Linked DNA regions of Gossypium hirsutum: region 1 is linked to region 2. The links are chromatin contacts, called in public Hi-C maps. All regions are on one chromosome and are shown on one strand. The core of a region is the stretch at or near the end of the contact, and the rest is flanking DNA. Distances in the headings are between cores, read along the strand shown. Region 1 holds the start of LOC107889565 (auxin-responsive protein IAA16). Region 2 has its middle 10 kb from the start of LOC107962402.

Region 1 (4,361 bases), core at 1,701-4,200, 46 kb after region 2:
ACCCACATATAGTTGATCCAATTCATATGGTTGTTTGCCTAAACTCCAAAGATGTTCCTTCTGAACAAAACTTTACGACTGGTTTCTCTCGAATGAACCCAAAAACTAGAATTATTTCTCACCCAATTTCATTAATTTTATAAAATTATAACCATTTTGATTAAAATGCTCTTAATTTTTTAATGAAGTGGAGAAATGTATTAATCCTAAATTTCAAATAAATTAACTAATTAAAACATAAATAAAAAAATATTAAATTAATCGTTTAAATTTAAGCATCTTTCTACCTTATAGCATTAAATTTATCAACAAGTGATTAAATAAAATAGTAAGACACATTACACTCTCACAAGAAGAACGTAGATTCAAAACTTAAAGATAATATTATTGAGAAAGACAAACACAGATTCCATATACATATCATTGATGTTGCCCCAAAATTGGTGAGAATCAATATTAACCTTTTATTAAAGGAATCTTTTAAAAATGGAAAGAACAAAACCAAATTTTACAAATCCCTAGTTTCATGTCGGATATATCTTAAAAGGAATATGCTTTTTATTTTTCCAACCAAATCCAGCATTTAAGCTAATTCAATTGTTAGTTACTTGATAATTTATTTATTTTCTAAAATAATTTGAAAATTAATTAAAAAATAGTTATAATTGAAATCTTAAATGCTGCCGGCCGTTTGCACATGGCGTTGCCCTTAACCTTATCACTTCGTTCATGGATCTTGTTTGTGTGTCTCCTAAACCAATTACAATAAAACATTATAAAATTCATCAAAACCGATCATTAAATTAAATATTACATGCACAGAATCTTTTCTTACAATATAACATTAACAAGAAAAGAAATCACATGCATAACTAATCAAAAACATTATTAATAATTTTTAGGTTATTAATTCTTACACAACCCACAGAAGAAATTAAAACCAAGTCTTGTAAATATTTTTCGTATAGATTTCTTGTCTCTTAATAATTTCTTCTCTTTTTTTCTTCATGCTGATGAACACATTCAAACTCCCTGCTCGATCCCTTTCGAACCGGTTTGCTGCTCTCTTTTCTTTTTATCTTACTAACACTTGATTCTTAACTCAGATTGTTGTTTTGTAATGAAGCTAGCATCAGCTTCTGTTCTTGCATTTCTCCACTGCTCTTGGAGCTGCCAGTGCCATGAAAAATTATCCCCATAAGCTTCTATATATTCAAATAAAATTAGTCTACATAGAACTAATAGTTACTAACCAAGTCCAATGGCTTCTGATCCTTTCATGATTCGTAAACGCTTGCATGAATCGACAAACATTCTACAAAATTTAGTTAAAAAATTTGAGTTAATTTTAAATCATAAAATTAATTAGTATAAATAACTGTAAAAAAATTAACTGGAGTTGGAAAATAACTTACTCCCATGGGACATCACCAACAAGCATCCAATCTCCATCTTTGTCTTCATAAGTAGGAACATATTCAGACCCGTTCAAGAGATCTATTAATTTGCTTTCATTCATGAAATCTTTCATTCCTTGTGAACCCCCACAGTTACCAATAGTGAAGGAGCTAAACATTTTGCCTAAGGCATCCGATAGTTCTTGGTAACTCTTGTATAATTTCAAGTCCACCTTGCGTAGATAGGGTGCACCATCCATGCTGACCTTAACAAACGCCGCCGGTAAGGCGGTGTTAATGGTGTTTCCACTGCCGGTTTTCTCACCCTTGTTGTCGGAGCTGTTCTTCTGAACGGTCATGATGTTTTTCCGAAAGGACCTGACCGGTGGCCATCCTACTACTTGTGCCCTAAAATCCAAGTATTCAAATTTACCATAAAAAAACTAGCAAAAAAACAAAAAAAATATTGTCAACTATTGACGTCTACCAAAAGTTTGGTAGCTTAGCTGTGGACTATCTTAGCCATTTTCAAGTTAAAACTTTTGAATTATTGTTTGGTTGCTGGGAAAAGTAATAAAGATTCCACATGTTTTGTTTTCCCTCTTTTTCCCGACAAACAACTAAAGCCACCAAATATCCCACTAAAAATTGTTTCTACGCTTTACATGGCCAAGATTCAATCAAGACTCATCTTCTAGTACCATTCAAACTAATATCCAACAGTTAATCTCAGTAACAGAAAGAGCTTTTTAGCGACGAAAACAACTTCCGTCGCCAAAAAAAGAAAGTATTATTTCATTCAAAACTATACTCATGATGCTTGTACATGCTCACTTCTTGTCTCTAAAAAGAAATTAAAAAAATGAAGGAACAAGATCATTAACTAACCAAGAAGCAAGAGAAAGAAAAAGTATAACGGTAGCTTACTTAGCAGGGGGCTTTGCAGTGTTTTTCTCCTTCATCTTCTCAGCTTCATCCACCGATGCTTCCTTTGTTGTTGAAAGGTTAAGCTTCAAATCAACCATATCCGAATACCCTCTTTTCCCATTATTTTTGGCGGTTTCATTATCATTTTCAATGCCTGTGGGTAATCCTAAACGTAACTCCGTCTCTTCGAAATTAATCATGCTATACTTGTCACGCTCTGCATCCATAATGCTAGTCATTGTGTTACTTATACACCAAATTTTACGAACAAAGCTCAAAAACCCGAAAGCAACCCGACTTTAATTTTCTTTCCTGATATCTCTTCACTTGCGTTCTGCTTTTTTTTTTCCCCTTTGTTTCTCTTGAGAATGTGGTTTTGCTAAAGGAAGAGTGTGAAAATGGTAGAGAAGAAGGCCAAAATATGGTTTATGTCAAAAGATAATATACTGTTGCGGAATATTATGGTTGTGGGATTTGGACGGTGACGATTATTCCAAGTGGAGATAGTGTTAATTCAACCGTCCAAGATGTGTCGGGGAAGTGGCGTCATGGATGATGTAATTGTTAGAATGATACAAGAGTTTGTGTTGTTTGCCTCCCTCTTGTCTGCTAGGCTCCACCAATTTACAACCAGTTTATGAAGATGCTATTAACAATGGTGTTTATTATGGTATATATCTCATGTTTTAGGGGCATTACATGCGAATTTCATTTGAATTATATCAGACTTAAAACGGAAGATTCATTTTAACTCGGTTTCTTTTAGCTTTGAGTTATTTGTTGATTGTAAGTTTAGTTTTAATAAATAGAATAATTGGAAGAGTAAAATAGCATAGGTGCGTAATTCGTGTCCCTTGTAGTTTCTTTTGTTCAAAGAGTAAAATCCACTATAAATCAATATAAATAGTGATTTAATTATAACTTCACCAACTGATACAAGGGGAAAATGAATTCCTTTTAAATTTAAAAATTTTAAAATTATATCATCTTAAAAATTATAAAATCATAAATTAATACATTATAAAATCTATATTTGACAGCTCGAAAATTCATAATTTAATTTTAGTCCTCCCTAAAAGAATTTCTAAATTCACCCTAAACCTCACACTCTCAAACTGAAAATGAAAATAATTTATTTACAATCAAATTGCACTTAATGCAAGTTCTTCTAATAAACAAATAAGTGCTCTTTCTAATTCTTACATGAATACATAGACAATTGTAGATTTTGCTCCAATTGGTGTTCTATTTGGCATCAAATAACTAGAGATTTTCAACATTTGAACTTCAATAGAAACAAGATCTCTTTCAAAATAATAAGTAAATTACACTTAAACTCTTCAAATAAAGTTTTTGTTTTACGATATTCAACATAACCAAATCTAATTAATTTATGCTCAAAGCCCTCAAAGACATGTAAGAAAAATAATCACAAGAATTTAGTCAAAATATATCAACACATATGGAAAATTATACAACTGTCCAAATGCAAAGTGAGACGTAATTGATAGTACAACTAAAATGTGCAACTGGAACTAACATTCTCCACTTTTGGCAACTTTTTTACCAAAAACACTACAACAATATCAAGTAAGGTAAATCCAATATTCAAAATGATACTCCCCCTTAGAAACTTAACCAACCAACAACTATAAAACCAAACTATGAAATCAATCATTAATGTATCAGATCATTATAGCATTAAGATAACATCAAAACAACTCTAGTATCCAACCATCCAGAATTAAATACAAACCACATAAGGAGTTCATCATGTTAGAAATGAATAACCCGAATTATTGTTAAAATAAAATACAATGGTAAAATCTATATAGAACTACATTTCTTTTATTTTATTTTAATTAGAATAAGGTTTTTCAGCCTTACTACACTTTATCTATTTGGCATTGATTAGAATAAGGTTTTTCAACCTTTAAATAGATGTAGTTGAAACTCATCATCAATCAATCGAATTTGACATTAGTGAATTTTCTTCTCTTTTGCCCTTGATTTTTTCCCGAAAGTGTTTTCCACGTA
Region 2 (4,487 bases), core at 450-2,949:
AATATTTAATGCATTATAAAAAATAAAAAAAATATGAAATAATATACTCGAAATACAATAAACCTTGCTTAATATGTCTAACATTCATTCTAGGTATAATGTAATAAAAAATTCTTTAAGCATGGATAATGAATAATAAAAAAAATAGTATACATGATCATAACACAAAATAAAATGATGTACAAAAATATGTATGAAACAAAATGAAGGATTAATGGTCATATAATATATCTAAGTTGACACATTTGCATAAAACTTGGGATATATGTTTATTGAAATAATTATTATAAATTTCAAAGTTCAAATCAAATCATGCACAAAATATTTAAAACATAAATTTATTCAAAAATTGAGAATTCACAAGATAATTTAAATAATATATTAAATATGAAGGAATAACAATATATGATATAAAATAATATACAAAGTCAATTTATGAAACCTTTGTATTGATAAAAAATAAAACTAATAAAAAAATGAAGTAAATATATAAGTTATATAAGTAAATATATATATATAAATAATATGAAATACAATAAATTATATGATTTAAAAGGGTTCTTAAAAATATTATACACATAAATAATTTTAAGAGAGGATGTATATATACATAGAAAAAATATTTACACAAAATTATATGAAATTAATAACATGTACCATAGTAAAAATAATTTAATATGTACCATATACATGTAAAAATGCTAGAAATAATTATAGGTCAAAATATCATTTAATTAAAATATGAATTATAGAATTAAACATAACTTATATACGTAATAATTTTAAAAACACAATTATATGAGTTTACTACAAAAAATATATATATGTATAAAAATATCTTGGCTTTAATAATGAATACAAATTAAATATATGCTCTAAATATATGTTTAATAATAACTTAAATAATACACAAAATATGATGGATTTTTTTAAAAAGAAGAAAGATATGTAAATAAATCTAAAAGAAATTATATGCATAAAAATACTAATATTTAAAAAGGTATTTAAATTATGTATATCAATAATTTTCGTACATGTATAGTTAAAATTTAGTTAATGTATATAACATGCGATTTTATTTAAAAAAACAAATACTAATAACATCAATATGTGAAAAAATAGTTAATTTTAATGTTAATAATGTTCATGGAATAAAACCAAGTATTATGAGGTATATACATGTATAATAACACATAAAATAATGTACAACAATATGGAAATTCAAGTATCCCAAATTACAACAAATAAGTAACCAACAATACAAATAATACCATTAATATTAACATTACAAACGATATAAACAGTAACAAATAAAAAACGAAAATAAAACAAGGATGAATATACAACATTAATAAAAAGACTGAAAATATATAAGTGAATAAACCCAAATTTATAACATAAATCTAATAAAATACTTAATCGAAATTAAAGTAAAATAAAAAGAAAATTTACAAAATAAGTAAAACTATTAAAGGAGACACATATATAACACACATGAATTTACAGGGATCAATATTGAAATAATCCCTGATCTTGAAACATTGTGTTGAAATGTGGACTAAAACATAAAAGTATTTCAAATTTTAGGGATAATTTAAAAGAGAATAAAGCAGATTAAACGCAGATGGGAGCAGATTGCGCCGCGGTACAAGGAGGAGGGACCTTCCGCGAAAATATACCATTCCAGGCGCAAAGGCACAAATTCGGGGCTCTAGGCGGGTTAACGCGCGGACCCTCCCCCCTGTGCGGCGTCGTTTTAGGCCTGCTGCTAACCCCCTCTTTTTGAATCATTTTTTAACCTAAAACATAATTCCTTCCCCTTTTGAAATGAATCATGCTATCAGCCCATTATTTTAGGGTTTCCTTTAGCATACCGCCTCCAACAATAGAACTTCCAGAATCCAGAAACCAGTTTGCGGCCTCAAGATCATTCCTCATACTTCGATCTCAACGAAGCAAAGAAGAATCCGTGGCGAATTTGAAAAAGTAAGATCCCCTTTTCGTTTCTTTTTTTATTTTGAAATACAATATCGAAAGATTGAGAAAAAAATGAAAAGATTCAACGAAAAATACTAAAAGCCAGTAAAAAAAACTGAAAATCACGTTTATAAACTTGCTTTCGAAATACCTTTTTTCAGAATTTAGTGTGCATATGTAGATGTATATTCTGTGTGCATAAAAATCTCTGGAGTACAAAAATGAGGCTTTTTATAGCCTGGATTTACAGAATAAAGTAAAAAAATGAAATTCTATGTTCATCGCTGTCATCTTCTGTAAATTCTGTTATCTCTCTTCTCGTGTATTCTTTGCGGGAACGGCCGTACGGAGGAGCCCCCCTGGTGACGTGGAGGCTGAGCGTGGAAATTTCTCGTGAGAAGCTAACCTTTTGGTGTCCTTCTGGCTTACTCTAGAAGCTTCTAGCATTCTCAGGAAATTGAAATAATTCTAGGTGCATTGGGCCTCGGGTTTTGGGGTTATTTAGGCTAATTTTTATTGGGTTTTGGAAATATACAATTTGGGCCAGACATTATGTAATTGGGCTAAAAAGTTTTGGGGTATTTGGTTAGAAAATGGGTTTATTAGAATTGGGTTTTGGGCCATGGGTTATTTAGTGTTTTGTAAATGGATTTTTTTTTGAACTATTTAGTCTTGGACTTTTATTCATTTATTTGGGTTTATTTATTTGCAAATAAATTAAATGGGCCCGGACAAAATTGGTTGACTACACCATGTTTATTATTACGCAGAATGCAATTATATTGCATATATTCATTGTTTCCTTTCCGAGGTAAGACAACTGTAATAGCTAAAATAGTAGTCGTTTAACTCACAATAGAAATGTGCGTGGTAAAAAAATGGCACATGTATAATTACTAAGTTTTAAACCAAAACAAAACCGATGTTATTCACTATCCTAAACTTATTACGAAGGTTTTGTTGTATTTGGTACAAGTATGAAACTAAACATTTGTGCTTAGGTACTTGAGCCTCCGAAAAAGATGCATTTAGATCCTCAAAGAAAAGAGAATTTTGACGATGGAAGTTTGGGATTGGAGATGGTTAGTATCTATGTAATAATTTATTATTTTAGTTCTCAAAGATTATTAATATACTAATCATATCACAATTTGACAATGTGTAGAATTGAAATAATATATTTAAAATTCCAAAATGAAAGCGGAGAAACAATAAATTATCCTTATCTCTAACAATTCCTTTTTTTTTTCTCGGATACTAAGTGTTTCTTTTCATCCTCACCCATTGATACGAAATGATGATTATGAAGAAGAAACAATATTTATGTGTGACAGATGTGAAGAACTATGTATTGGTTCACGTTATAGCTGTAAACTTTGTTCATTCAACCTTGACAACAAATGTGCTACTTCAAAAGATGAAACCCAAAAAGTGAGAAAAGTCAAAACCATATTCAACCATTTTAGTCACCCCCATCTAATTACACAATGCAAGATCGGCATTTTACAAACAGAGCCAAACTTTGATTTGACTTGCATGGCACGTAGACAACGCCTTTGCGGTATAATATATGCTTGCACTTATTGTTTAAGATTCTTTCTACACGAATTTTGTCTCAAGCACATACCGAAGGAAGTTCAGAGCTCGTTCCATCCACAACATCCTCTTCCCATATTTCCATTCCAATCTGAGTGGAGACCTCCATGCAAAGCCTGCAATGAAGACGTTGAAGGCATGCTGTTCTTTTGTGTAGCATGCAATTTCCCAATGCACTATTCATGCGCTAAGTATCAATTTCGTGAGATAAAACATAATTGCCATGCCGATCACCATCTTCTACATTTGGGGAAAGGTTTTTTCGGTGATGAATCTCCCCAATGTGATTCATGTGGTGAAGCTTGTAAGGACACGTTGTTCAGCTGCCTCAAGTGTATGTTTTATATACATCTTGAATGCATTTCACTACCTTCCGTCGTCAAGAACAAACGTCATTTGCATCCACTTGTACTCACAACTTTAGTGATTGAAGATAATTATGAAGAATACTATTGTGATACATGTGAAACAAAAAGAAACCCAGAGCATGACATGCATTTATTCTTGCAAAGAATGCAACCATGTTTCACATATTGACTGTGTGGTATCGGAGGTAAGTGCTAATTTTTACATCTGTTTCATAATTAAAAGAAATAAAGTTTTTTCTTAGCATGTTATAAAGCCTAAAAGTAAAATTTGATATATGTTTATTATTTAGTTTGAACCTCCAAAGAGATACGTCAGTGTCTAATTCCACATCCAAGAAAAAGTGATGGGTGACATTAATGGAAAATAATTCCTTGAACATTTGCAAGTAAGCTTATTATATTTAAACTTTGTAATTTGGCATGTAGTTTTCACCTGATGCTCATTTAAGTTGTATATTTCGAAAATTTCAAAAATATATCTCATTATATCTCAAAGAATAAATTACATTATTTTTTAACAATTTTGTTTTTATATCATAATTACAA

Evidence for each region. A called contact is a pair of places that touch in the nucleus more often than the background predicts.
Region 1: a contact with region 2 is called in a Hi-C map of leaf, with 2.0 times the contacts expected there. The contact joins the promoter of LOC107889565 here to the enhancer-like site in region 2. A contact is called at or near these places in 9 of 34 Hi-C or Micro-C datasets (anther, callus, cotyledon and 5 more).

What each region holds. Positions count from the first base shown.
Region 1 is chrA11:107,023,595-107,027,955 of Gossypium_hirsutum_v2.1, forward strand. It overlaps LOC107889565 (auxin-responsive protein IAA16), which reads right to left and starts at 2,951. Exons shown (of 4, transcript XM_016814042.2): 1 at 2,325-2,951; 2 at 1,416-1,805; 3 at 1,254-1,315; 4 at 782-1,170. The coding sequence starts at 2,563. The coding sequence ends at 1,133.
Region 2 is chrA11:106,978,827-106,983,313 of Gossypium_hirsutum_v2.1, forward strand. No RefSeq gene overlaps it. Among protein-coding and RNA genes, the nearest start is that of LOC107962402, 10 kb to the left of the region's middle. Within about 2 kb of position 1,700, at least 9 of the 9 cell types and tissues checked have an H3K27ac peak or open chromatin away from gene starts, as enhancers often do. A contact at or near this core is called in cotyledon, fibers, hypocotyl and 1 more, where this site is marked.